6 separate regions of the Mus musculus genome follow, and regions 2, 3, 4, 5 and 6 are each linked to region 1. The links are chromatin contacts, called in public HiChIP or PLAC-seq and promoter capture Hi-C maps. All regions are on one chromosome and are shown on one strand. The core of a region is the stretch at or near the end of the contact, and the rest is flanking DNA. Distances in the headings are between cores, read along the strand shown. Region 1 holds the start of Tspan33 (tetraspanin 33). Region 2 holds the start of Impdh1 (inosine monophosphate dehydrogenase 1). Region 3 holds the start of Fam71f1 (family with sequence similarity 71, member F1). Region 4 holds the start of Calu (calumenin). Region 5 holds the start of Smkr-ps (smal lysine rich protein 1, pseudogene). Region 6 holds the start of Ccdc136 (coiled-coil domain containing 136).

Evidence for each region. Promoter capture Hi-C pulls out the DNA fragments that hold promoters and counts their contacts. HiChIP or PLAC-seq counts read pairs in DNA pulled down with a chosen protein or histone mark. Capture Hi-C pulls out chosen DNA fragments and counts their contacts.
Region 2: a promoter capture Hi-C map of pre-B cells shows a contact between it and region 1. The contact joins the promoter of Impdh1 here to the promoter of Tspan33 in region 1. A contact is called at or near these places in 9 of 39 promoter capture datasets (the 3T3-L1 cell line, 3T3-L1-derived adipocytes, the HPC-7 cell line and 4 more) and 2 of 115 datasets of contacts at active chromatin or transcription factors (bone marrow-derived macrophages and pancreatic cancer cells).
Region 3: a promoter capture Hi-C map of stem cell-derived epiblast-like cells shows a contact between it and region 1, with 2.2 times the contacts expected there. The contact joins the promoter of Fam71f1 here to the promoter of Tspan33 in region 1. A contact is called at or near these places in 8 of 39 promoter capture datasets (3T3-L1-derived adipocytes, cranial neural crest, embryonic stem cells and 4 more), 1 of 115 datasets of contacts at active chromatin or transcription factors (pancreatic cancer cells) and 1 of 9 other capture datasets (liver).
Region 4: a contact with region 1 is called in a promoter capture Hi-C map of pre-B cells, with 2.8 times the contacts expected there. The contact joins the promoter of Calu here to the promoter of Tspan33 in region 1. A contact is called at or near these places in 4 of 39 promoter capture datasets (3T3-L1-derived adipocytes, the C10 cell line, embryonic stem cells and 1 more), 1 of 15 datasets of contacts at CTCF or cohesin (the NIH/3T3 cell line), 4 of 115 datasets of contacts at active chromatin or transcription factors (bone marrow-derived macrophages, cardiomyocytes, large pre-B cells and 1 more) and 3 of 9 other capture datasets (adipose tissue, liver and macrophages).
Region 5: a contact with region 1 is called in an HNF4G HiChIP or PLAC-seq map of pancreatic cancer cells. The contact joins the promoter of Smkr-ps here to the promoter of Tspan33 in region 1. A contact is called at or near these places in 1 of 39 promoter capture datasets (stem cell-derived epiblast-like cells) and 2 of 115 datasets of contacts at active chromatin or transcription factors (embryonic stem cells and pancreatic cancer cells).
Region 6: a promoter capture Hi-C map of adipose tissue shows a contact between it and region 1. The contact joins the promoter of Ccdc136 here to the promoter of Tspan33 in region 1. A contact is called at or near these places in 13 of 39 promoter capture datasets (the 3T3-L1 cell line, 3T3-L1-derived adipocytes, the C10 cell line and 8 more), 1 of 15 datasets of contacts at CTCF or cohesin (the NIH/3T3 cell line), 2 of 484 Hi-C or Micro-C datasets (embryonic fibroblasts and embryonic stem cells), 2 of 115 datasets of contacts at active chromatin or transcription factors (the SCID.adh cell line and pancreatic cancer cells) and 4 of 9 other capture datasets (adipose tissue, embryonic stem cells, liver and 1 more).

What each region holds. Positions count from the first base shown.
Region 1 is chr6:29,692,065-29,696,579 of GRCm38.p6, forward strand. It overlaps Tspan33 (tetraspanin 33), which reads left to right and starts at 2,150. Exons shown (of 8, transcript NM_146173.3): 1 at 2,150-2,480. The coding sequence starts at 2,379.
Region 2 is chr6:29,214,512-29,219,026 of GRCm38.p6, forward strand. Impdh1 (inosine monophosphate dehydrogenase 1) reads right to left here and starts at 1,853. Exons shown (of 15, transcript NM_001302933.1): 1 at 1,561-1,853. The coding sequence starts at 1,730.
Region 3 is chr6:29,316,880-29,321,394 of GRCm38.p6, forward strand. Fam71f1 (family with sequence similarity 71, member F1) reads left to right here and starts at 2,261. Exons shown (of 7, transcript NM_001289663.1): 1 at 2,261-2,568; 2 at 3,749-3,933. The coding sequence starts at 2,320.
Region 4 is chr6:29,345,369-29,349,883 of GRCm38.p6, forward strand. It overlaps Calu (calumenin), which reads left to right and starts at 2,738. Exons shown (of 7, transcript NM_007594.4): 1 at 2,738-2,840.
Region 5 is chr6:29,982,582-29,987,096 of GRCm38.p6, forward strand. Smkr-ps (smal lysine rich protein 1, pseudogene) reads left to right here and starts at 2,748. Exons shown (of 2, transcript NR_040264.1): 1 at 2,748-2,885.
Region 6 is chr6:29,394,043-29,398,557 of GRCm38.p6, forward strand. It overlaps Ccdc136 (coiled-coil domain containing 136), which reads left to right and starts at 2,533. Exons shown (of 18, transcript NM_001347071.1): 1 at 2,533-2,700; 2 at 3,437-3,544. The coding sequence starts at 2,643.

The sequences.
Region 1 (4,515 bases), core at 900-3,399:
GGGGTTTTAGTTAGCTTGATCTAAACAGCTCTTGTGCATAAGGTCTCAGCCACTGTAAGTTCCTATGTGCAACAACAGCCTTGTCATATCCAGCAAATACTCTCATTCTTACCCCCCCCCCATTTCTTCCTTGGTGATATCTGAGCCTTGTGGTGAGAAGGGATATTGTAATGTAGCCATCCCATTTACAGCTGAGCCTTCCACATCTCTTATTCCCCGTATGCTGGTGGGTTGTGGGCCTCTATTAATCTCCATCGACTGCAAAAAGAAACTTCTTTGATGAGGGTTAAGAGATGCACTGACCTATGGATATAAAGATAAAAACCTTAGGAAGCTGTCTAACACTATGACCATTTAGCAGAATAATAGCACTAGGATTTTTTAAATTTTCTTTTCTCCTTCTCCTTCTCCTTCTCCTTCTCCTTCTCCTTCTCCTTCTCCTTCTCCTTCTCCTTCTCCTTCTGGTTTGATAGGATCTCATTGTGTGCCCCTGGCTGATTTAGAACTCAAATGTAGACCAGGTTTACCTCGAACTCCCAGAGATTCATCTGCCCCTTCCTCCTAAGTGCTGCCATTAAACTTTCTCCAGCCTCTTTCCAACTCTCTCTGAAAACAGCGATCTTACCCCATTTCCTTCTCTAAAACTCTTATTTCCAAATCAATTCAACACAAACTCAGTAATCTGATCTCAAGTCCTTCTACAGCCTCCATTCAGTTGAACACATACTGCATTCTCAGGCACCGCTGCACCAAGCCGGGAAAAGTGATAGGCTTAGTTTCCACACAACACGCGGTTTGCTTTTATCTGTCCAAGCTTCGACACACCTTTTTGTGTCCACCTGGATTTCACGTCCCCACTGTCTCTAAAATCTCATCCTCCTCGTTTCTCCCGCCATGACACCTTCTGGTGCTCAACTTCTTCCAATTACATAATAGTTATTCATGCAGTTATTGTATTTCCACACTGGATTTTGAATCCTATTGAAACAAAATACCAGGGCTAGAGATATGGCTCAGTTATTAAGAGCACTTGTTGCTCTTACAGAGGACCAAAGTTCAGTTCCCAGCACTGACTTAAGGAGCTCACAAATCCCGGTAACTCCAGTTCCTGGGGATCTGACATCCTTTTCTGGCTTCCATCAGCACCTGTGTGCACAGTGGTACACACACACACACACACACACACACACACACTCACACACACACACATTTTAAAAGAATCTTTTAAAGGAGTGAAAGTACCACATTTTAGTGAGCCCCCTTATCAGCCATCTCCGTGTAAGTCATTTGCATGCACTAACAGATTCTTATTTGATCAATGCCTTACGCTGCAGTTTTCCCACTCAACGTTACAAAAAGTGTAGCTTGGGGAATCACGCTATTGATGGCAAAATCAGACTCCTCCCCAGGTTAAAATCGTACTTGTGTAGCTAGTACAATGTACACCACATTGTACTTGGGAGTCAATCTGTGCATATCCTATTAACATGCCAAACACAAAACAAAACAAAATTAAAAACAAAAAACCGGTGTCTCCACGTAAACAAACGTTCTGAGAGGGTTTGGATAGAGAGGTTGGACGGTAATGAGAGAAAAGGATGGTTTGAGAATTCCACTGTTAGGTTATGAGGCTTTTAAAACGAGCATTTAAAGTATTTGATTGCTAAGCAGGGGTATTTATTCTTCTCTTTCTGGTTGTTAGTACCTGTCATTTGTCACTCTGATTTTATTGTCTTGATCCCTGAGGATCAACCTTCTTTTCTATTCCCACAGCGTTTAACGAATTGCTCAACACACAAAGTGCGTACTTGTTGATTTTAACGTACGTGTGTTTGCGTGCGTGCACAGCAACTGGGCAGAGGACGTGGGTGTGGGATGCAGGAAACATTCCTTTTCCTCATTCTTTTTCCCTTAAGCAGCTGCAGCCTGCAGGCTTTCCGTCTAGGCGGGCAGAAGCAGAACCACTGACCCTTTAGCAAGTTGTCCCTCACAGAACAGGTGTCTCCCCCGCCTCTCGGAGGAGAGGGATGGCTGGCTGCTTAGTGACATGGGCCGCCGACCAATGAGAAGTCAGCCTCGGGCAGCCTCACCAATGGCCGTCCGGGGGGCGGGCCCGGTTTCCTGAGAGCCGGGCGGGCCAAGCTGGTCTGCGGCCGCGGTGGAGTCTCCGCTGCTCACGCTGCCCGCCGCGGCTTCAGCGGCGGCGCCGTTCCCTGGCCGCGCGGCTCCCCGACGCACGGTTCGGGCGGCTCCCGGCGCGGCGCGGCTGCCCCGGCGTTCGGGTCCCCGTGGCCCCGCGGCTCCCGCCCCGGGCTGCAGGGCGCACAGGTGGGCCGGTGGCCGCTGGGAGATAGGCCCCCCGGGGGCAGCGGCGGACCATGGCGCGGAGACCTGGCGTGCCGGCTGCCTACGGGGACGAGTTCTCCTTCGTCAGCCCGCTGGTGAAATACCTGCTCTTCTTCTTCAACATGCTCTTCTGGGTGAGATTCGGGGGGTCAGGGGGCACCCGGACTCTCGGGCATCTCTGGAGCGCCGAGGGGGCTGCCTGAGGCTGGGAGGTTTGGCCTGGGCTGCCCGGTGCCCAGGAGCGTGTCGAGTGGTGCTTCGTAGTTTTCTGAGCTGGTGACACTTGGGGGCATTTCTCCGGGGGAGGAAAACCACAGTGGCGCCGTGTCAAAAGGGGACGTTAAGAGGTGGGCAATCATCCTTGCTGCCAGGGATGAAGCTTTAGCAGGGATGAGGATCTGTGTCAGGCCATGAAATAAAAAGGGTTTGGGGAAAGAAAGAGCTGGCTGGACAGCCCCATGGGCATATTTCATGGTTAGGGACTTTCAGGCCTGGGGGCTGGAAGGCCCGACTGGCCATACGGGGCGCGGGGCGGGGGTGGAGGGAGAGAGAAGGAAGAGAAACCCCAAGCCTTCCTTCGCCCCAGTTCCTCAGGGGCTTGTGTCAAGGGACTATATCTGTCCCTTTTGCAGGCCTCGGGTGTCTGCTCCTGTCAGGGCTGAAAAGGGTTAAGAATGGTCTCCAGGTCCGATGTGTACCCCAGCATGGCCCTAAACTTTGCCCTACCTTCTTCAAGACCAGCTTCTCTACTTGGAGCTGACAGGCTTCAGATGATTCAAATAGGATTTTGTTGTTGTTGTTGTTGTTGTTGTTGGGCTGGAAGCTATGGCTCCTTTCAGAATCTTTTGTTTGGGGTGGAAAAGTGTAAACAATATTAACCCCGAGCTCCTGACACCTGGATTTCCGTCCCCTCTCTACCATCCTTATTGATTTGACTGATCTGGGTAAATATGTTCAAGTCCACAGGCCTGCCCTTCCTCCCAGCAAAAATCTAATGCAGTGTATTGGGGGATGGCAGGAGAGGGCTGAGAATTCAGGGGGAGGGGGAGCCCATTAGAGAATGCTAGCTGAGTCCTGTTTCATAGCCAGAGAGTGCGTGGGCCCCTCTGGATTTGATAACAAGGGGAAGTCCTTCCCCATCTCTCCATTCTTCTGCCAGCTTCTACTGCACCAAAGCTGCAGCCCAGAAGCCTATCATCTTTGCCTCTTTCAGCCTGAGACCAATAGTTCAGATTTGCCAGAGGGAATAATAGTGGGCCTGAACGGCCTCCTGGGAAAAGGCAGATCCAAGGCCACTGCTGGAAAGGTTTCACAGGGGCCCTGGTGTGAAGCACAGGCACAGGGTACATAAGTGCCAGCCTATTGGGACAAATGAGAGACATCCCAGAGGGTGGTGATGACGCTCACTCTCAGCCATTGTACTCTTGGGAAGATTGAAGTTTTGGGCTTCTGTCACAGTCTCGGTTTTGGAACTAGAAAATCCAGCAGTTGCTGAACTTCCACGGTTTTATACAGGAGAAAGTTAAATCGCAACAACAGTCAGGATTTTCACCCGTGGCACCAGCTGGTTAGCAGGCTTGGGCTGGTGATTTTCAATTGAGCCAGCATGTGTGTAGGGAAAGCCCGGGACTTGGATGGCTGCTACTGTGGCTGGGGTAACCAGTCAACCCAAGTTCTCTTGGCCTTACTTCTGCTTCCCTGGGAGATTTGAAAACAGCAAAAGCCCTCTCCACCACCCTGCAGGGCTGAGGGAATGTACTAAGGGGAACTCACCACAAAGGGGCAGGCACTAGTGAAACCACCTTCAGTGGGGCCTCACATGGGCTTCCCGGCCGAGGCCTTGCTCCTTTGGAGCCTCACTCTTACCTGCCCTCCTCAATGCCGGCAGCCAGTGCCTCTGTCACTCGTGTTCACGATCTCACAATCGCTTTCTTGGATTGTTTGCTTCCACCCTATGCCCTTTTATCAAACAAATAACTTTGGGAGGTTCACAGTCTGGAAGAGAGCCAAGCTCATAGGCCCATTTACCTTGGTGAAGAATGTAAACTATATAAATAAAATAATAATAATAAAACATCTTAAAGATGTAACCACAAACGCCTCATGAAGGCCTTTTGGCATCTGCACACATGGGTGACAAAATGCTCTCTCACCTGCTTGGAAAGCACT
Region 2 (4,515 bases), core at 603-3,102, 480 kb before region 1:
AAGGGCAGCTGGTCCCCTGAGACTCCCCTCCTCACAGCTTCAAGGGCAGGGGGCAGGCCTAAGGCAGCTGCTCAGGGGAATAGGGGAATAGTGTCCACCAGGGCACTAAAGTTCAGGCAAGCAGTCCAGAGGACTCTATCTGATCTGAGGTTGTTTAGAGGAACAAGATTTCAAAACAACACTTTTAGGGGGGAAAAGGTAAAGACAACATTAGCATTGTTATGCCGGGATAAATAGGCAGGGCTCACCCAAGTTCAAGCCAGAGAGACCAGTAATGCTGCTGGACTGAAGCCTAGGGCTTCTCAGAGAACCCTTGCCTTTTCCTACACCTTCATTCAGGTTGGTGGAGGCAGATAGAGGTCTTAGCTGGCAGGTTTTGGATTTTATACTGGCCTGGCTGGGGTCCAAGTTTACACAGGCCATTCTGAGCCTAAGTGGGGGGCGGGAAGTGTGGGGTTGGCACTGTCCCTTTGATGCAGCAGTACATCTGAAAAAGAGATGCACCTGCCTGAACTCTGAGATTCTACAGTCCTAGTTTCCTTCGAGCTCACAAGTACCGTGGCCCGCTTCCTCCCATATAGTGGCACCTCTCTAAAACCCCAAGCCCTCCAAACTAGATTTCTATTATAGAAAAACGGATGGCAGGTTGCTTAAGCCTAAGTCAGTTCTAAAGAGACAGCCAGCAACGGCAGGAGGGGCTGGGCTTCGTAGCCCCAAAAGCCGTTAAAAGTTCTTACATAAGCGGCCAAACCCTGGGCAGAAGAACTACCTGGCTAATTCCCCAGACCACCCTCCCCTCAAAACCCAGCTGCCAGATCACCTCCCCAAGCTGCTGAGCACCAGCAGATGGGGTAGAGAAAGAAGTCCAAATCCCCTGGACCGGAAGGACAGTAGGATTGCATTTCAAACTGCGATACAATCCAGAGATTAGCCGCTGTCTCTTTTTTCAGCTCGTTCCCTTGAGGCCCAGTTCACTGCCCCAACTCTTTCTCCAGGGACCCTCATTCATTGCCTTTCAGACCCCCTGCATTGGGGTACAAGTCTTTCCAAGGAGTGAACAGCAGCCGCCTCACTGGATCTCAGTGCCTGGTGAGAAAGTGCAAGTACCTTCCCCTAGTCCTAGGGAGACACTCAATCCGGACACCCACACCTATTGAATACATTCTAGGAAGAAGAAAGCTGAGGAGAAAGCGCCGTTGGACCGGGACTCCAACAAGCACTTTTTGTACCCCAGAGGTCGGAGCCACTTGTACCAAGCGTCGCTGAGTGTGTAGTATAGGTCGGATCTTAGATAAAATGTTAGGGAGCGATATTACAACCTGCGCCCTCTCTCCAGCTCCCCGGAGTAACGCGGCACTGAACTGTTTGCACAGTGCCCGCCTGCATCCGCCAGCCAAGAGTCAGGTGTATGACAGTCTAACTGCGTCTGGGGAAGTGCAATGGCAGTAGAGGGGACCTGCCTCTGGCCTCCCCCGCAGCGCTACCCGGTCTCCCGGCGTTGCCGCGCCCTTCTCTGCCGCCCGCCCCGGATGCGCCCGCGCGCCTTGCCCTGGGCGTCACCTCTCCGGCTCGTAGCCGGCCTGCAGCAGGCGGGCGCTGTACCGCTGCGCCGCGGTCTCATGTCCCGGGTGTTGCCGGGCTCCGGGCTCTGGAGCGGCAGCCGCTCCACCTCCCTGCAGCAGCGGCGAGAGCAGCCCGGACTCCGGTGGGGGTGAGAGCGGTTCCTCCATGCCATGCGGAGGCCGCAGCTCTAGGCGGCGGGAGCCTCTCCGCGTGGAGGCTCCCGAACCGGCGTAGGCAATAAGAGCCCCAGTCCGCTCCCGGAGGGAGCGGGGTAGTGGGCGGGGTCTACTGGAAGGGGCGGGGCTGGTTGTTGGGAGGCGGGGCTCTGGAAGAGCTGGTTTGGGGTCCTGGAGTCCATAGGGCTCCGCCCTTGGCACTACGCTCTGTTCCGCCCCCATGAGACGCCACTCAGGCTGAAAAGTAAGCAGATGAGCAGATGGTGAGGTGGAGCGAGGTTTGTGTTCTTCAAGGACCCAACTGAAGAGGACCCTCCGCTGTACCCTGTGTCGTGCACCTTCGAGTTTCTCCTGGTTTCATCTGAGGAAAAGGAGCGCAAACACCAGGGTAATGAACTATTATTGCATGGCCTCTTGGAGTGCTTCCAGTCCTGGGCAAGAGAGGTGGGACACTCCAGCAAGCCCTACCTATTCAACAACCCTCACCATTTCTTTATACTGCTACCCAGGGAAGACAAACAGGCTACTAGCTCCTGAAGGAAAAGACCCTAGTCTTGCCCTGCTTATAGTCTTCCTTTACAGGGAAGTAGGGCTGAGCACACACGCACTAACTCGCATTTGCTCATCTGCTGCCTAGAAAACACTTTCTATTTCAGCTTTGTTACTATTGTCAGCTTTCATAAAGCAACTCTCTGGGAAAGCAAGAAGAGTTACTGCCTTCGGGCAATTTGTTCGAGGAGGCCGAGTAGATAGAAAACAAACAACTGACAATTCTTACACTGAATACTTTTTTTTTTTTTTTAACATCTGACGATCTCAGGAATAAATAATAGACGCTTGGTGATCTGGGGCTGTTAAGATGGCTCAGTGATTAAGAGCACGGGTTGCTTTTCCATAGGACCCTGGTTCAATTCCTAGCACCCATATGGCAGCTTACAACTGTCAGGTTGTAACAGGTGATTCGTTGCCTTCTTCTGGGTTCTACAGGCACTGCATGAACATGCTGCACAGATATACATGTAGAAAGACACCTACACACATAAAATAAATAAAGTTGGATGATCTGCTGGCACTAAGATCCATTTCAAGAACCCAAAATTATGGTCTTTGTGTTGGCTAGTTTGATGTCAACTTGACAGAAGTTAACTCTGCCCTTGGTACCAGACTCTGTCGTGGGCACACACCCCTCCCCCCATCTGAACCAAGTAAATGTCAATTGAGAAAATGATAAAATGACTAAGATCAGGCTGTAGAGCATTTGCTTAGTGGTTGGGAGGCCCCAGCCTACTGTGGGTGGTGCCATCCCTGGGCAGGTGGTCCTGGGTTCTATAAGAAAGTAAGCTGAGCAAGCCATGAAGATCATGGCACCTCCCCATGGCCTCTGCATCAGTCAGTTTCTGCTTCCAGATTCCAGCCCTGTGCCGGGCGTGGTGGCGCACGCCTTTAATCCCAGCACTCGGGAGGCAGAGGCAGGCGGATTTCTGAGTTCAAGGCCAGCCTGGTCTACAAAGTGAGCTCCAGGACAGCCAGGGCTATACAGAGAAACCCTATCTCGAAAAAAAACCAAAAAAAAAAAAAAAAAAAAAAAAAAAAAAAAGATTCCATTCCAGCCCTGCTTGAGTTCCTGTTCCAACTTCCTTCAATGATGAACCACAATGTGAAGTATAAGCCAAATAAACCCTTTCCTCTCCAATATGATTTTGGTCATGGTGTTTCATCACAGCAACAATAACCCTAAGTAGGACAGCCATTAATCCAAACACTCAGAAGGCGGAGCTACAATGATCTCTGTGAGCTCAAGGCCAGTCTGGACTACATAGCAAGTTCCAATCCAGCCAGGGATGCACAGTTAAACCTATCTCAAATAAATACATACATACATACATACATACATACATACATACATACATAAGCAAGCAAAGACAGACAGACAGAAAGAAAGAAAGAAAGAAAGAAAGAAAGAAAGAAAGAAAGGAAAGAAGGAAGGAAGGAAGGAAGGAAGAAAGAAAGAAAGAAAGAAAGAAAGAAAGAAAGAAAGAAAGAAAGAAAGAAAGAAAGGCAAGCAAGCAGAATTAGGCCACACTAGGTGGTGCAGGACTGTAAGTAATCTCAGCTACCTCAGAGGTTGAGGTAATAGGAACACAGCAATTGTGGTGGTTTGCATATGCTTGGCCCAGGGAGTGGCACTATTAGGAGGTATAGCTTTATTGGAGTAGGTGTGGCCTTGTCGGCAGAAGTGTGTCACTGAAGAAGTGGGCTTTGAGACCCTCCTCCTAGCCACATGAGAGCCAGTCTTCTCCTGTCCGTCTTTGGATCAAGGTATAGAAATTTTGGTTCCTACAGTCCCACATCTGCCTGGACGCTGCCATCCTCCTGCCTGGATGATAGTGAATTGAACCTCCGAATCTGTAAGCTAGACTCAATTAAATGTTGCCTTGGCAAAAGACACCGTCAATAAGACAAAAAGACCACCAACAGATTGGGAAAGGATCTTTACCTATCCTAAATCAGATAGGGGACTAATATCCAATATATATAAAGAACTCAAGAAGGTGGACTCCAGAAAATCAAATAACCCCATTAAAAAATGGGGCTCAGAACTGAACAAAGAATTCTCACCTGAGGAATACTGAATGGCAGAGAAGCACCTGAAAAAATGTTCAACATCCTTAATCATCAGGGAAATGCAAATCAAAACAACCCTGAGATTCCACCTCACACAAGTCAGAATGGCTAAGATCAAAAATTCAGGTGACAGCAGATGCTGGCGAGGATG
Region 3 (4,515 bases), core at 1,011-3,510, 380 kb before region 1:
CTATTCCAGATGGCCTATGCCCAAGTAAATTTCAGTAATTCTACACTAAAGAAATGGTTATCAAATGGATATGTACATGTCCAGAAGAATTTTTGTTGTTTTTTGGTTCTGTTTTGTTTTGCTTTGCTTTTCAAGACATGGTTTGGTTTCTCTGTGTACTCTTGGCTACCCTAGAACTTACTCTGTAGACCAGGCTAACCTTGAACTTACAGAGGTTCTCTCCTGCCTCTGCCTCCCAAGTGCTGGAATTAAAAGCATGTGCCACCACTGCCCTGCCAAGAAAAAAGTGTTTAATATTGAGGTTATTTTTTTGGTCTTTCTATTTTCTTCCCTTCTTTTCATAATTGTAGACAATATTGTGCTTAACAGAAAAAAATCAGAGAAGTATTAGGGTTTGCAAGCATCTGTTAAATAGTTATTAAAATGATTCAAAGCGCTGAGGGTGGAAGGCTAGTGAGAACATGGAGGGAAGTGCTTCAGTGCTAACTGAAAAAGGAGCACAGCTTTTTAATGGCTATTACTTTTATACCACGGTTTTTCAGTTCCTAGGGGAATGCAAACCACAGGGTGTGGTGTATGACCCTATCCTTAAAGAATCTTACCATGGGGGGTGGGGGACATTTTTCCCCACATAGTAAGCAAAAGAAAATGAGGAATGTGAGTTAGACATTTCACTGCTACTCTGGGAGTTGTGACAAGGGTTTGGATAGGTGTAGCCTTGTGGCTGTGGAAGAGGGCTGGCAGAACAAGACTGGGAAAGCCTTGGGTCCCTCTGCCCCTCTCTGACTTTATGATGAAATGCAGGAATAACATCCAGCTCTGTCCTTTGCATATCTTTTTTCAAAACCATCTTTCTAAATTTATTGCATTCGACCTTGATGGTGACACATTAGCAAATCCTAGAATTGTGTTCAAGTTGGAATACCATTTCTCCTTACATTGACTCTGATTGGTGATCAGTCTGCTTGGTTCTTTGACCCACTCCACACCCAGGAATTTAGATTTTTTTTTTAATTTTTCTGGCTCTTGGGGAGATCCACTGTCACCGAGATGGGTGTGTAATGCTGCCCCTCCTAGCTGGTACCCATAGTCAGCCTTGTCGTCAGAAACTAATTATTGCTCCTGCTCCTTTAGTTTTGACCTCTGAAGGGAGAAAACTGCAGCTGCAACCAGCCAGCCATAGCAGCCAAAGAGCAGGCACTAGTAGCTCTCCTGGAAGCAGAAATGGTTCTTGCACGTAAGCCAGGGTGTGGGAGGTGGGGAGGAGGCTCACATGCTAAGTCAGGGGGTGAGGGAGTTGTATGTGTGTGTGTGTGGGGGGGTGATCACATCATGTGAGGCTCTGGAAATTAGTTTTGAATAGACATCAGCTTTTCATACTGTTTAGAATAGTTTACACTAAGAGAGTAAGGGAAGAGGCCAGCAAGATGGCTCCGTGGTGAGATGTCCCAGCAGATAAAGGTGTGTACTTACCGCCAAGCCGGATGGTCTGATAGGAGAGAATTTATTTTCATAAGTTGTCCTCTGATTTTCACATGCACTGTGGCACACTTGCACCCATTTGTACACACACACACACACACACACACACACACACACCAATCAACCAATCAACCAAATGTAAAGAGGGGAGTATGAACTACATCCTGCACACTCATGAACTCAGGAGGTTCAGGCGTAATACAACAAGTTCAAGACCTGTGTAGGCTGGGGATATAGTTTGGTAGGGCTCATTCTGCATGTATGGGTCCCTGGGTTTAATCCTCAGTAACACACAAACACACACACACCACCACCACCACCACCACCACTACTACCACCACCACTACCACCACCACCACCACACCACCACACACACACACACACACACACACACACACACACACACACACACACGAGAGAGAGAGAGAGAGAGAGAGAGAGAGAGAGAGAGAGAGAGAGAGAGAGAGAGAGAGGGAGAGAGAGAGAGAGAGAGACAGGAAGGGCCTTTCTTCTGGGCAGCGGCGGAAGCATCCTAACAGTCCTTGCTTCCTGCCTGCCTCAGGGTTTCCCAGCAAGTTCCGTGAATGCTCCAAGGGGGCCCTGAGAAGGATGTGGGATGTCAGTAAGTGCAGCCATGAGCATCACTGGCCCAGGAGGAAATGGGAGGCTCCTCCTCATTCCCTTTCTTGCAGGCCTGCTGTGGTTTTTCATGATGTCATCCATTCATCATTGTGAGCTGACCGGCTGCCCCTTAGGCCTTGGCCAGCTGCCCATGATCAGAAGGGAAGAGACAGATCCCAGGACAACAGTGCAGAGGGCCCCTGAGCATGTGCAGACATGATGACATCAGTTCCACCTAGAAAGTCTTGGTGGACATCGAAGAAGACAGTAAAAGTGATAAGATCATATCCAACCTTCCCTTCCTTGAATGCCTGGGAGAAGTTCAGGGGCCTCTTGCCTGTGGATGGGGAAACGAACCCTGGAGTGGGCCTGGGAGTGGAGGAAGGACTACTCTGCCAGATGGTTCATTCTCCAGAATTCAATCTGTTTCCTAACTCCGTGGTGTTCGAAAGCAACTTTGTTCAGGTACTCTTGCATGTGATTCAGAACAGCGCGGCTTGATTCTTCTAAACCTGTTCCCAAGATGTAACCAGAAGAGTTACCCCTAGAACTGCAGTGGAGGGTAAACTGAGGCAGGAGAGCTAGCAGGCCTGAGACACAAGGCTGACCAGGGTTTCTCCTGTAGGTGTACACTCAGTGAGAAAGGTCCGGCATTCTTTGCTGAGTAGGGACTTAGGTATTGGAACTCCTAATTTATGCCATTCTCAGGTCTGTCACCTGAGGCCAAGTTAAGGCAGTCAGTATTGGTTGGCAAAGAATAGGACCTAGGGGCCCAGAGAAACCTGAGCTTAGAGTGCAGGCTCTGCTCACTGGTGGGGAGGTACCATTGTGCATGAAACCTGTACAAATCTGTTTAAACACAACAAGCGAGGTGCATGGTCTAGTGGGTGCTTGGTGTGTTTTCAATCTCCCTCTATCTCCTGACCTCCCCTTGGGCCAGACAGAACCTAGAAGAAATAGAAGGGCCATGAGGATGGGTGTTTTCTAAGCAAAGTGGGGAAGTTGTCAAGGGGAGATCCACAGACACGAAGTAGATGCTAAGGGAGTTCTGGGTGATTGTTCTTGCTCTTGCATTAATAGTGGGCCCTTTAAGTCCTATTGGAGAAATGCCAGCACTCAGGAGGCTGAGGCAGGAGGATGCCCTTGAGAATGAGACTAATCTGGGCTATAGAGTAAGACCTTTTTTTGTTTAAATATGATAATAAAATGATGATAGTAATAATAATAATAATTACTCAGAAGCCCTACTAAAGTTTTTAGACCAATACAGATTAAAACACATGTCTGAACACAGCAGTATCCCTCATTTCCAAGGGACATTTGGCAATGTCTGAGACATTTTCAGTTGTCAGAGTGGGAGTTTGCTATAAGCATCTCTGGAGACAGAGGCTAAGGACACTGCCAAACACTCCACAATACAGCCTAATCCTCCTCTCCCAAAGAAGCTAAGTGGTACCACAGCATGACTCTAATCCCAACACTTGGGAGGCAGAAGCAGGCAGATCTCTCTGGTCCTGCTATACATGTGAGTTCTCGGCCAGGCAGAGCTATCAAAAACAAAATTAGTGCTGAGTGAAGAAACCCGGCTAAAACATCTTGCTGCTTTTGCCAAATGTTCAGGCTGGGCCTGGGGGCTGCATTGCAGGTCAGAAGGAGCAGAAACTGGAAAGAAATCTATAAGGCTTCCAACACAATGGCCCTTGGGGTGACCTCCTCCGTACCTTGCCTTCCCCTTCCGAACATCCTCCTTATGGCCAGAGTCAAATGGCATCAGGGGCAGAGCCAGACATGGAACAGACCATCCAGAGCGCCAAGCATCAACCTGAAGAGGTAAACAACACAGAGGGGAACGACGGACCAGACGGGTAAAGGGCAGATCCAAGGGGAGGCTACCTGTTAAATTCAAAGATGGGGTGAAACTGGGACATCTTTGCAATGATGTTGATTGGGATTTTTGGTTTATTGGTTTTGCTTTGTTTTGGAAAGAACACAATCTCTTATTGCTCAGGCTGGCCATGAACCCATTATGCAGTAAAGGCTGGCCTTGAACTCTTGGCCCACCTGCCTCCCCATTCTGAGTGCTTGGATTACACAATAGCACTATCATGCCCAGCTATTAGCTGCTCTAGACCGCAGTAACCTGAGATAGGTGGGGGTCTGGGGAGGTAGTTCAGTCAGTAAAGAGCATGCTATGCAGACAGGAGCTCTACCTCTAGAACCCATGTTTTAAAAAAAAGATGGGTATAGTGGTGCACATGCGTAATCCCAGCACTGGGGAGGTGGAGATGGGTGGAGATGGGCATTTGCAGCCTAGCCTAACTAATATAATAAGCTCCGCAGGCATGTGCATACACATCTCCCCAACCATGTATACTCGAAGACAAGTTGGGGGTGAGATGTCTGAGTGGGACA
Region 4 (4,515 bases), core at 1,488-3,987, 350 kb before region 1:
ATAATACAACAGATCTGGCCAATAGCCAGATAAGAGCTATGATAAATTAAATGTTGATGATCAGTCTTTCCTAGAGTTAGAGTTAGCCACTATATATAATCGAAATTATGGTTATGAAATCAAGCTGGCCAGAACCAAAACAAACAATTAAAAATATAATAGATTTGTTTTAAAACTCCAATTATAAATAATATGGTTCACAGAATACAAGTAACTGTAAACACAGGGATAAATATACAGTCAATCTAGAGTTGGTTGGTTTTTTGTTTTTAATTTTTGCTTGTTTAAATGCCCATTTCCTTCACTAGCTACTTTTATGCCACTGGGCCAGACAATGTTCTTGATTAGTGTGTGTGTGTGTGTGTGTGTGTGTGTGTGTGTGTGTGTGTTACTCTTAATATATGTCACATTGCGACAAATACAGAGGACTTAAAAATAGATCTGGACTATAATGGCCAGTAGATTTTAATGATATGATCCAGAAGTTGTCGTCTTAACAGCTTTAACAGGCTATTTCCCTCTCTTGAAGATTGCCCTCTGCCTACTACTCAGCCTCATCTACACCAGATGCTAGGAAGTGTTTCCTAGCAACATGGAGCATTAATAATATTCAGTAAGTACTATGTGTCCCTGCACCATGCACAAAATACAGTGCTTGGTCAACAGGGAAACAGTGGATGAGGGTGCAAAGAAAGCAGCTGCACTTTCAAACTGAACCTTCCTCAAGTCTTACTGGCTGATTAGACCCTCAGTGATGTGGTGAAGTCAGAACATTGCTAGTACATAGCCAAATTATTTTGGAACATATTTAACCTTCTTAATATCGATTTATTTAAGAACCTTTTACTTCTCTGTAACTGACCTAACAGCTTTATTAGGCAAGTCATGTGGACTGTAGAAACAAAACACTAATTTCCTTTGGAATGTATGGCTTAGCAGACCACTAGCTTTCACAACTCAAGAGCTAAGCGCATCATCAGATAATTTATCTGAGGGTTATACGGAAGGTTTTTTTTCACTTTGCTATAACCCATTCTCTGATGTTTCCATCAACGTAATTGAAAAGTAATTTTCTTTGTTCTATTACTATAAAAACTTCATCAAACTGTTACTACATTGGTACATGAAATCTGGGTTCCTAGTCATGGTCACTCACATTTGGCTCCATAATAAACTTTCTTTGAGATGAGAGTTGTATTTTGAGTTGGTGGTTTGGATGTTCCAAACAGTAATTGCACACTTTCCTTGTCTTAGGGCAAACTGATTTGCTTTATTGTCTTTCATGAACTTAGTCTTTGTTTTGACTGGACTTAAATTCTAGAGGCTTTGCTATTCATTTCATACATGTTGAAAATAAAGTAGCTCTCAGGCTGGTGAGATGGCTCAGTGGGTAAGAGCACCCGACTGCTCTTCCGAAGGTCCAGAGTTCAAATCCCAGCAACCACATGGTGGCTCACAATCATCCATAACAAGATCTGACTCCCTCTTCTGGAGTGTCTGAAGACAGCTACAGTGTATTTACATATAATAATAAATAAATCTTTAAAAAAAAGAAAGAAAATAAAGTAGCTCTCAATGAATACATGTTTTAATTTCATGGCATTGAGTAGGTGATGGGTTTACTAAGGTTATATAGTTCAGTGGTAGAATGGACAACTAGAATCCTGCACAGAGTCTGGGTTCAAACTCTCCTGTCCCCCGCCCCTCCAAACAAACAAACAAAAAAACAAATTGCTAATTTCCTATGTTTCTTTTAAATCAGGGGCCTTCAACGCAACGGGTTTCTTCCATTCAGTTTCTTCTATTCAGTTCACTTAGTATTGCTGAGAATTTCCTTGGACCTGGGCTGTAAGCTGGGAGCTCCTGATGTGTAAGTCAGGCAGATCTTATTTTGGCACTTGGTCTAATCGAAGACATAAGGACAAGCACCGTTATTAAACAATATCTGGCTGCGTACTGAAAATGCAAACTGCCAGGAAAGCACATGCGTATTATCTGTTTACTGACCAGGAAAGATTCCTAAAACTAACACCTTAACTGAGCACTGGCAACTTCACGACTACAGCTTCCCCTAAGACATTCCAGGATGACAACCTGTTTCATGACTGATGGCTTTCAGTAGCTGAAAAATCGAGAAAACATACTTCAGGCAGAGGAAGCCGCTTTGTGGACAAAGACCACATGGGTGTAAAATGTAAGGCTGTAAGGCTGTTAGGGGAGGCCGGGATCATGATGGTTTAGGCAGAGATGCGAAAGAGCATGGTGGGTGAGAATCGAAGCTGAAAGGTGCGTGTTGGCGGGGCGGAGAGCTGCTCAGTAGATCTGACTCTAGAGCCAGAAGTTGGGCTCATTCGCAGTGGGTGGTGACGTTACAGCGGGACTATTCCGGCCCCAGGGGCTTGGAGGCAGGAAGAAAGCCATCGGAATTACACTAGAAGCCTAGGGAATCAGGGTTGCCTGCCGTAAATGAGGTCGTTGCGGTCAGTGGGCCAAGGTCAGCGAGCCGCGCCCACACACCCAAGAGCAAGGAGCTGGGACTCAGAGTCCCCACGGGCTGGGCAACCCGAGCTGGGCGGGAATCCGGTCCACGCAACTCGGCGCGCTCGCGGGGACGTGGCGATTTCCAGCCAATCCCGGCCACGCGATTGTGAGACCAATGGCCGTACGAAGAAGCCATACGTCAGCAGTGATCGTGCCGGGGATTGGTGTGAAGACCCCCGACAAGTCGGATGGGGGCGGGGCCATTAACCACTTCCGGTTGGGCGGTGCTTGTGCGCGGGAGCTCACTCCCTGGGTGAGCCGCAGCCACGGTATCCTGCGGCGTGGAGCTCCCGGGAAAGGTAAGTTCTGTGGTGCTGGGTGGGTCCTGGTTCGCTCTTATTCTGTCCGTCGGCCCTGTTCCCCATTCGTAGTGGGTGTCCTCACTCCGGTCTCAGTGCACCGGGATGGGCCCGAGGCTCCACTCTGGCCCTCAGAGTGCGGTCCCCGACTTGCTGTCCCGCAGCTCTGCGGAAAGGGTTGTAGCTCCCGGGCCCTGCGCCCTCCTGGGCACCGTTTTTGTGCCTGGTTTCGCGCGTCCTTGATCTCCTCCCCGGGTTCCTCCACTCAGTGTCCCTGGGACTAGAGGGTCACTTTTGTTTGTTTCCTGAAGGTCGGAGAGAATTGGGTAGAGAGTTTTAGTATCCGCTCCCTGCCACCTCGCCGGACTCTTGGGAGCTGCCACCCCGCCCCAAGGCCACATCCCGAGAATTGAGTTGCAAGTGCCAAGAAAGAAAGTGTTAGCTGTCTTACAGGGTGTAGGAACATGGAGAACAAAACGATTGAAAACATAATGTCATTATTTTTAAAACTTCTTGTTAATTAGAAAAGAACGTCGCAGTTTTCTATGTTTGGCTGGATATTGTCATTAATGGAAATAGTTTTCACGTGTTAATTAGGGAGTTAATTACCTTTAAGTAATCACGGGTTTTTTGCTTGTCATTCCCAAGTGTTCTGATTTTTGATATGCTGTATACAGAAGTGAGCTTAATTTTAATTCGCGATAGTTGCTGTAATTAAGAGTGGTTTGCATTTTGTAAAGTTCCTTTTGCATGAGTGGGAAAGATCAGTGGATCTGCTAAGACTTTTGGTTCTTTGATCGAAATTCCTAAGCGTTCAAAGCCTTGGAACAGGGTTTTTTAAGAATTGCATTCACTTCCTGTCATGAACCATCAAGTCAGCATTAATAAGTTGGGAATGATAGCGCTCCAGTTTAATTTAACATGAAGGTAGAGTGACCTGGAGTGGCTGATAATTATTCTTTGCTATACCTGAAAGCTGACCCAGGAGAAGTATATATTTGACCTCATTCAGTTAGATTTAAGTATCGAGCAATAGTCACTGCTAAAGAACTTGTGTTCTTCTGTCCAAATGTGGGACCAGAGAGAACCTATTACTTGTGTGTAAGATACCTATTACTATTACTATGTCTGTCTGGTCCGACTATGAGTTTGGCAGTGTTTCAGGGGTCTCCAACAGGATATTTTGAAGATTCAAAAGGAATCATGAGCTCATAAAAAATATAAAGTATGTGTGTATTCTTCTCAATGTCATTCTCAATCATGGTTGGGCGCCATTCATATAGTGATATGTTAATTGATGTGTTATATCATTGCTTCAGTACAGGAGACTAATATGTTAGTATTAGCTTAATTTTTTTTTGTAACATAGATGTGCCAGGGATGTTTCCGGAATAGCCAGGAATAGTCATGGGAAATGCTTGATTAAGATCCTGGATTCTTTCTAAGTTCGAGGCCAGCCTGGTCTACAGAGTGAGTTCCAGGACAGCCAGGGCTATACAGAGAAACCCTGTCTCAAAAACCCAAAAAAAAAAAAAAAAAAAAAAAAATAATAATAATAATAATCCTGGATTCTCTCTGGGCGTGGTGGTGCACGCCTTTAATCCCCAGCACTTGGGAGGCAGAAGCAGGCGAATCTCTGAGTTCGAGGCCAGCCTGGTCTACAGAGTGAGTTCCA
Region 5 (4,515 bases), core at 1,498-3,997, 290 kb after region 1:
TTGTGGTGCTAAGAAGGGAGCTAGAAAAGCTGTCTGAGGGCTGGAGAGATGGCTCAGCGGTTAAGAGCACTGATTGCTTTTCCAGAGATCCTGAGTTCAAATCCCAACAACCACATGGTGGCTCACAACCATCTGTAATGAGATCTGATGCCCTCTTCTGGTGTGTCTGAAGACAGCTACAGTGTACTTACATATAATAAATCTTTTTTAAAAAGAAAAGAAGGGGCTGATGAGATGGCTCAGCAGTTAAGAGTGCTGACTGCTCTTCCAAAGGTCCTGAGTTCAAATCCCAGCAACCACATGGTGGCTCACAACCATCAGTAATGAAATCTGATGCCCTCTTCTGGAGTGTCTGAAGACAGCTACAGTGTACTTACATATAATAAATAAAATATTTTTTAAAAATAGAAAAGCTGAGTCATAGATATCAGTCACTGAACAGTTTTGAAAGTGAGTGACCCATGGTTTGGCCTGTGCTTTAAAATATGAAGGGATATAGAAGTCGGGGCAGCAGGATGTCAGGACTACAGCAGCCCAGGCAAAGACCATACAAGTGGGAACATGGCAGTGATCATAGGGACATTAGGCCAAAGGCAAGGGTGGCAGGGTGTGATGCCAGGTACATTGACGGTTTGGAGCTTCCTGGGAGTGCGAGCTGCTGTAGAGACCTGAGAACGTCAGGAGGCATGGGGGTTGGGAGATATTAGTGGTTCCTTCTCTTGCTTTCTCCTATTTCCATTTTGTATTGATCTATTCAGCTTATAAAGTGAGCATTTGTATATTCCCTCAGAATAAAGACTACCACTGTCTGTCTGAGTCACTCTTCCATGGCTGTGAAGAGACACCATGACCAACTTATAGAACAAAGCATTTACAAACTTTTTCTTTCTGGCCTCGCTCTGCTCTGGCCCTGCTCGCTCCTGCCACGCTTCTCTCCCCACCCCCACCTCGCTCAGGCATTTATTGGGGGGCTTGCTTACAAATTCAGAGGGTGAGCCCATGACCATTATGATGTAGAGCATCGCAGCAGGCAGGTAACCATGACACTGGAGCAGGAGCTGAGGGCTTACATCTTATCCATAAGTTTGAGGGAGGGGAGGGAGGGGAGGGAGGGATGGGTCTGGCACAGACTTTTGAAACTGCCAAAGCCCTCCTCCAGTGACACACCTCCTCCAGCAAGGCCACACCTCTTCATTCTTCCCAAACAGTTCCACCAACCAGGGACCAAATATTCATATATATGTGCCTGTGGGGACTGTTATCATTCAAAACACCCCATTGTCACTCCCAACGCAATGAAGTCTTCTAAACCTTGTATGTAGTCAAGAACCCACTTCACCATGGTACCACCATCACAAGTTGTTGATCAGGAAAAAAAAAAAGGAACAAATTTTGAAATGATCCCAGTAGAGATTAACCTTGGAAAGCTGCAAACAAAACAAAGCAAAACAAAACATTGAGATACAGGCAGGGAAAGGGGCTCACTCCCAATCCTTGGATTAGAAGCCAGTCCACAAAGGAGAAAACACAGAGTTTGCCATATCAAGGGATATATAAATCATGATAAAATTGCCAGACAAAACACAGTCTTGTCAGTGAAAACTCCAAAGGACATAAAGACTTGATTTTGAAAGTCATTTCACTAACCAGGCTGGAGAAAAGCTAGCAAAACCTACTATAGCATGTAAGGTCTTTTCAGGATTTTAACCTGCTTCTTGGTTCACCTGCCTCCTGCCCTGGGTTTACCATATCCGGCCCATGATTTGGACTGTTCCTGGTCGTTTGGGTTTTTTTGTTTGTTTTGTTTTGTAACGTTTATTTGTTTTTATTTTTTTGTGTGGTGAGTGTTTTGTCTGCATGTGTATCAGTGCACTGTATAGTGAGCTGCCTGGTGCCTGTGGAGGTCAGAAGAGGGCGCTGGATCCCTGGGACTGGATGGTTGTGAACAGCCCTGTGGGTGCTGAGAGCCCAACCTGGGTCCTCTGCAAAAGCAAGTGCTCTTTACCACTGAGCCAACTCTGCACCTATCACTTTTAACTGTGGCCAGCGCTTGCAATTCATACCCTTCCTCTTTGCTGTGTTCCCATCTTCCTCCTCCAACCTTTTTAGTTCAAGAACCTTGGCTCATATTGGGCACTGAATTCCCATGGCAAGCGGGAGTCAGGCACGCGACAGATATACAATATCCGCTTACTGAATAAAATGGAATGGCAAGTTCTAAAAAAATAAAAAAAATAAAAAAAAAACAATTGGAGTTATGCCCCCAAACGCATTCCCTTTCTGGGAGAAAAGGATGGACTCACAAGGTTAGAAGCTAATCCCACCCATAATGTACGAACCCTGCCCACTTTCCTCTCCTGAGGCCTGTACTAGACTCTTACAGACATTTCTTCTGTTATTCTCACCTCGACCCTCAGAGACCTTATTCTTGTTTATCAGAAGAAGTGAAAGAGTTTCTGAAGATTTCAAGAGACTGATTTAGCTTACACTCTCTCTAGCCTTTCCTTCCCAAAGACAAAACTGCTGATCTTGGCGGCCCGCCCCTTCCCCTCATGCCCCGCCCAATCGCACTGCCGGAGACAAAACTTTGCAACTTTGCTCCCAGTTTGAGTTCTTAATCATCGTCACCTCCGCGTAAACCGAATCGGAACACACAAACTGAGCTCACAAGGGCTCCGCCCAGTGCGGCATGCCCCGCCCCGGTGCCCTAGCAACAAATAAACAGTTCGAGGTTCCGCGGGGTTTGTGCACTCGAAAGCGAGCTGTCCGGGTGCCGCCCCGAGTGGAGTGAGCCGAGCCTTGCTTACCAGCATCTGCGCCTCCGCACACCGCGAAGGCGCCCAATTGGAGGTGCGGCCACGGCCGGGGCAGGCGGCACAACGCCGGTGAGAGCGCTCGCGGAGGCTAGGGAAGCACCAGGATCGGGGCCGGAAGACTGCGACGCCGGGGTGGGGGAGTAGAGGTGGGGGGTATGGGGAAGAAATGTGGGGCCTGAATTTCGAGACTGGGGACTGGTGTCACAATCACCTCAGCTGAGATAGAAATGACCACGGAAATACCCATCTTAAAGTGGGAGGTTCGCAAGCGCTCGCCATAGCCCCAGTAAGCCTTTGAGACCTAGGTCTTTTGTCGTCCCCACCGGTACAGTTCAACCCAGCGTATAGTAGGAGGGCTCATTCTGAGACGGACTTAAGATGGACTTAAGATGACCTGCATCTGATGGACAGCAGCAGCAGATTCAGGCTGTACCCTTTCTGTGAAACTGGTTTTAGTCCCTTGGTTCTGTGGGGTAACTTTTTTCACTCCTAGAAGATGCTTTGGCGTTTGGGAAATAGAGGAAGATCAGCAACGAGGTTTGGATCCCCCCAAACTAAGTACACGCCAATAAGGGACTGTTCAGGCTGCCCTGAGATGTATGGTGGAATTCTTTACATGTAATAAAGTAAGGTTGGCCTTGGGAGGAGGGAGAGGTGTCCACACTGCATCTAACCCCACCCTACCCTAACCCTCCTCCTGCCGGTGCCGTCCTTCCCAGCCTCATTTTTCTTTCTAGAGTGGCTGTGGTTTTGTTGCCCCTGTCCGCAGCCCTCAGGGACACGCTGTTCTCTTCACTGTTGAACTTGCTGCTAAGCATGCACTGGGTAAAGGGGCCTCAACTTCTTGCACAATTATGGTATTACCATCTCTGCTTAAGGAAAAGTCTTCCCCGAACTAGACGGATGTTGCTCTCCTTGCACCTGCCCTATGGCTGCTACTAGTCTTTTTATCTCCTAGAGTAGAAATACCTCCTGGTCCCTCCTGTCCTGTAAGTACCCACAGCCCTTTGCACCACGCTTGAGGTGTCCTGCCTGTCTTGCTTTCCTTTAGCCTGCAGTTTGGGATGTGTTTAGTAAGCCTGCGGTTCTAATGTTTTCTTCTGGAACTAAGTATAGTATTAAGTAAAGGTGCCATCTCCTGACTTGTTTCTCGGCTTCTACTCTACTGCTCTTCTTTTTCCGGATCCAGGAAAATGAAGAATAACTTACAAAGCCCTCGAAACTAACGGCTTCTTCCGGCTCTTTGTATAAATGTCCAGCTTGTTAGTTTACAGAGGCTGAAGGCCAAAGCTGCTCTTCACTTGCTTTCCAGACCTGATCGCCCCTCCCCCTTTCCATCCCACCCTGCCCTACTCCCCATTTGCTTGTGGACAGCCACTCTGATCTTGGTTGGTCCCTTTATCTTTGCATAGCCTCTCCAACCGCAAAGTGTCTGTATTTATTTCTTCAGGTGGCTATGACCAAACACCTGAAACAACAGTTCAAGAGAAGGAGGGCTTATTCGGGGTCACACTCAGGTTTCCGTCTCACGTAGTGGAGAAGGCAGAGCTTAGGGCAGCGGAGAGTCCAACAGGGAAGGTCAGAAAGCAAAGAGGGTAGGGCCAGGTGAGACCCACCCCTAAAGACCTACTTCTGCTACCTAGTTCTACCCCCCTAAAGTCTCCTCAAGGCCCTCTTGGGAATAAACAATCAACATGTG
Region 6 (4,515 bases), core at 1,283-3,782, 300 kb before region 1:
TCAAAGCTGGGGGTAGGGGAGTGAGGTGATGGTGAAGAGGGTGGGTGTGGGAGGAGTGGGGACTCAAATGCCTTCATAAAATTCTCAAAGAATTAGTGCAAATGTAAAATTTGTTTCAAAGTAAGATATAAACATGGCTGGGGATGTAGCAAGGCAGCAGAGCAGTTGTCTACTAGGCAAAAGGTCTGAGGTTCAATCCCCAGCATTGCAAGAAGAAAAAGATCTGAGCAGTCTGGTGTGCACAGGAGTGTTACACTAGTCTTTGGACTTTACTTTTCTGTATGTTGCAAATGCTCCTTTTAAAAATGCTTTAATGGTTACTCTGAGCGTCTAGAAATAAGGGTAAAGGGGGATAAATGGCTGCATCAGTCCTCAGAGGGGATGATCTCCTGGGATGGGATTGGGGGTAAGGCTGAGTCTTAAACCCTGGGGTTACAGGAGGATTAACCCAGATCATCCCTCTCAGCTGATCACCTGGGGGACACACCTGCCATGCCTGCCCTTCAGACACATCCCTGACAGCCCTGCCCCCCATAGCTGCTAAGCTCTTTCTTCCCTTCTGCTCCCTAACTTCACCCTCATCTCAACCCCATGCTGATCTGAATAGGGTTTGCCTCCCACTAATAGACTGGTTCTAGTCTCCCTTGAGCATTCCCTGAGATCAATGGTGAGTGATGGATCACCTGCACCCAGGAACCAGCTTAGTCCTAATGCTCAAGATCCAGGCTCTCCTAGAGAGAGCTCTGACTCCTGAATGTCACAACTGACCATGGCGACTGTCTTTCTGTTCACCCACTGCCAACTGCTAGCCTGACCTGCTGCTGAGACAGAACTGGAGGCTGCTGCGCTGGGCAGAACCACTGAGCTTCCAGAACACTTCCCTTTAGCTCCCCCCATGAGAGCTCATTTCATCATCTCTAAATATTGTACCTTGCTACCCAAGTCTGGCTTGATGATCTGCAAAATAGTAAGCTTGCCCGGAAGCTCTTCTCTGTGGCTGGATCACTGTAGCCATGGGTCTAAAGTGGGAGCTTGACCTCTGGGGAGAAGGTGAAAACAAATAATTCTTCATTTTTCTGATTATCAGGCTGGGGGTCGGGGGGAGGAATTACTACTGACTTCTGGACTTTTTTGTTTTGTTGGTTTTTGGTTTTTGAGACAGGGTTTCTCTGTGTAGCCTTGGCTGTCCTGGAACTAACTCGGTAGACCAGGCTGGCTTCTAAATCATATAGATCCGCCTGCCTCTGACTCCCAGGTGCTGGGATTAAAGGTGTGAGCCATCACTGCCTGGCAGACATCATTGTTAATAGGGAACGTGAGTTTAAATTCATGAGTTAAAAATCTGGGATAAATGATGAAGGCGTTGTTAACTTAGTCGGAAGCTCCATGTTACTCATTTACTCCATGAGTCAGGTACTTTGATACTGAAGATACAAAGATAACTAGGATACTTCCCAACCTTAACAGCAGGCAATACTCTGATGCTGCCCAGAGGGTCAGAAGAGCACAGCAGGAGAGTCTAAAAAAAGGAAGGGATGGGGTGTCTGGAGAGTAACTCTCAACACAATGCTGAAATTACTGATAAGCCTGAGATGTGCAGGGAATTGCTTCATTCCTGAGGAACATGGAGGGCTTGAGAGCCCAGTAGCCTGGGGAGTTGAACCCAGCCAAGCCATGCCCAAACTTTAGGAGTGAGAATACATGAGAAAGAACTGGTGTGAGGTACCAAGCTTAGAAATCTCTCCACGATTATAACTCGGGGAGCAGATTCCTGAGTATCCACTTCTGACCTAAATGAGACCTGCTGAGATGTCAAATCTGCCTCAAGACCAAGTTCATCTCTTGAATAAATAGATGAAAAGTTGAAAAAAAGCTTCGTGGTTTCCCACATTTCTTGTTACAGGGAACATCAATGATGCCCACACTGCACAGGTCACAGAGGGCGTGGCTCAAAGGGCTGGGAAGAAAGAGGGACTTGGTACACTGGGAGGAGAGCTCTGGCTGGGTGGGATTTCGGGGAAAGCAGTGATGTACCACCACCTAGCACTTGGCACATGCAGGTCTCAACTATCCGCCAGCCCTGCAGTAGCTCTGGGGCGCTTGAGGCTACCCGGAGGGATGGGTTCTGTGGACTGCGGGGATGGGGACGCTGGCTCTGTGTGGGAACCAAGGAAGTGCGCGTGTGTTTGCGCATCTGCAGGAAACAGTCCATCCCCCCCCACCCCCACCCCCCCCCCGGTTCTATCATCCGTCAAGACTAGCCCCTGAGGTCCCTAGGCGTGGCGGACCCAGGGTGGGTTCTGCAGCCAGAACCAAGCCATGCTAGCACTCCTTGGGCGCATCCTCAAGACCCGGTAGCTCACGTCCGCTTTTCAGGCGCAGCAGACCTGAAGCTGCCTCGGACGAGCCTGGGGCACTTTAGTGACGTGTTTTGAACCTCTTTTGCTGGTCCTCACTGGGTCTGGAGCCGGGGACTGGGGGAGGGTTTCCGGGCGGCCACAGGCGGGCACTCGCGTCAGGTGGCCAGGCCAGGCCCCGCCCTCTCGGCCCGCCCTCTCTCCTCCCTGCGCACCGGGCTCCCGGTCCCCGGCCCGGAGGCTGCGGCTTCTGCTCGGGAGGCGGCGGCGGCGGCGGGAGCAGCCATGGAGGCAGGCGGCGGGGCCGGCGCGGGAGCCGCGGGCTGGAGCTGCCCTGGCCCAGGTCAGAGCGGCCTCTCTCTCAGCTCCCTATGCTCCTTCCCCCTACGGCTCTCCTTCCTTCTGACCCCCAGGTGCTCCTGGTACTGAGTCGGCTCCCTTCACCCTGGCCTCCACCGGATACTGCTCTCCATCTTTCGACCTGGGTTGTCCCTTCCCAGCGGTCACTCCCCAAGCGCTCCCCAGTTAGTCTCTCCAGCCCGATTGTGTTTCCAGCTCACGAGGGGGGCGGGGGAGTTGTCTCTAGAGCCTGCACCCTTCTAGTTCATCAAAGCTCTTGACCACCGGGAGAGGGTGGGGTGGGCGAGGTTTGGTGAGGGAGGGAAGGGGAGAGAAAGAGAAACGGCCTAGTTTAGAGCCCCTTCTCTCCTCTCCTGAGCCGGCCACCCCTCCCTTCTCTGCTTTGCTATATAGGATCCTCCCAAAACCTTCTTTCCTAGTTCCCACCCTACCCCTCTTCTTATGCCCCAAGCTAAACAAACACTCACCCTCTTCTGTCTGAGCGAGGGAGAGGAGCCGGGAACAGGGGTGCTGAGGTTGGGCCGCGCCGGACTGGGGTCCCCTCCATAGGCATGAGAGGTGGCTGAGGGAATAGAATCACAGAGCTGGGCAGAGTGAGTCAGGCTTCTCCAGTGTGATTGCAAATTCCGGGGCTCCCATATAAGAATGCACGTCCCTTTCTTTCCCCTCAGCCCCAGGCCCCTCTATTCCTACAGTTCTTACTTTCTCCCGGCTCACAGGACCCACAGTAACCACTTTAGGCTCCTATGAGGTATCTGAGGGTTGTGAGAGGAAGAAAGGCCAACGCTGGGGGTCTCTGGAGCGCCGTGGGATGCAAGCTATGGACGGTGAGTTTTCTGAAAAAGGCTTTCTATCGCCCTACTCCGTAGCTCCCTTCTTCCTTCCCTGACCCCAGAACTCTGAGCCAGAACAGGGCCCTCCCCTCACTTCATCTCAGGCCCCTCCTCCCTGGTGGCTGAGCTCCAAGCCTCCCCTGGGCTCAGGCATTGTGGGAAGTTTGGGCACATCCCTTTGGGGCGCCAATCACCCAGCTAACCAGGTTGTGTGTCCCGGGAAGCTGCCAGACAGAGAGAGGCCCTGCTCAACCCAGCCTGGAAACAGGCTTTCGGCAGGGGGCTTGTTCTTCTCACTGCCTGCTGACCCAGATCCCAAGCTGTCTCTTATTTTTAAAAGCCAGGACATGGGCATGAGAACTGTCTATCTGATGCCACCACCGTCAACTCTGAATGGAACCCTGCAGCTTTAGTAAGAACGTGCTTAGGAGAGGGCTAGATGGAGTCTATTTCCCAACAGCACTCGCGTGTAACAGGGCAGGCAGTACCAACACATTATCCAGGACTTCTTGTGAAGTGTCCCCAGGCCCCTCTGTAGTTCAGCACAGGCCTTCCCTAGAGACTAGATGACATAAGGGGTCTCAGATGAACCGTATGCTGTTGGTGTTAGAAAAGGGAAGGAAGGCCAGAGACCCAGGATTAAAAACAAAGCAATCCCTACCAAGACAAGATTGCATTGCAGTGAAGAAGAAGAAGGAGAAAAAAAAGGTGTTCAGGAGTCTGAACATGAGGACCAGTACCAAATTAGTTTTTCAAATGTGTCAACAGGACTGGAGAGATGGCTTAGCAATTGATCAGTTCCCGGCACCCACATCGCAGCCCACAGCTGTCTGTGACTCCAGTCTTAGAAGCTCTAATACCCTCTTCTGACCTGAAAGGGCATTGCCCTCCCATGATGGACAGACACACATGCAGGGAGAGCACCCGTATGCAGTAAATAAATAAATGAGTGGTTTAGAAGAGTG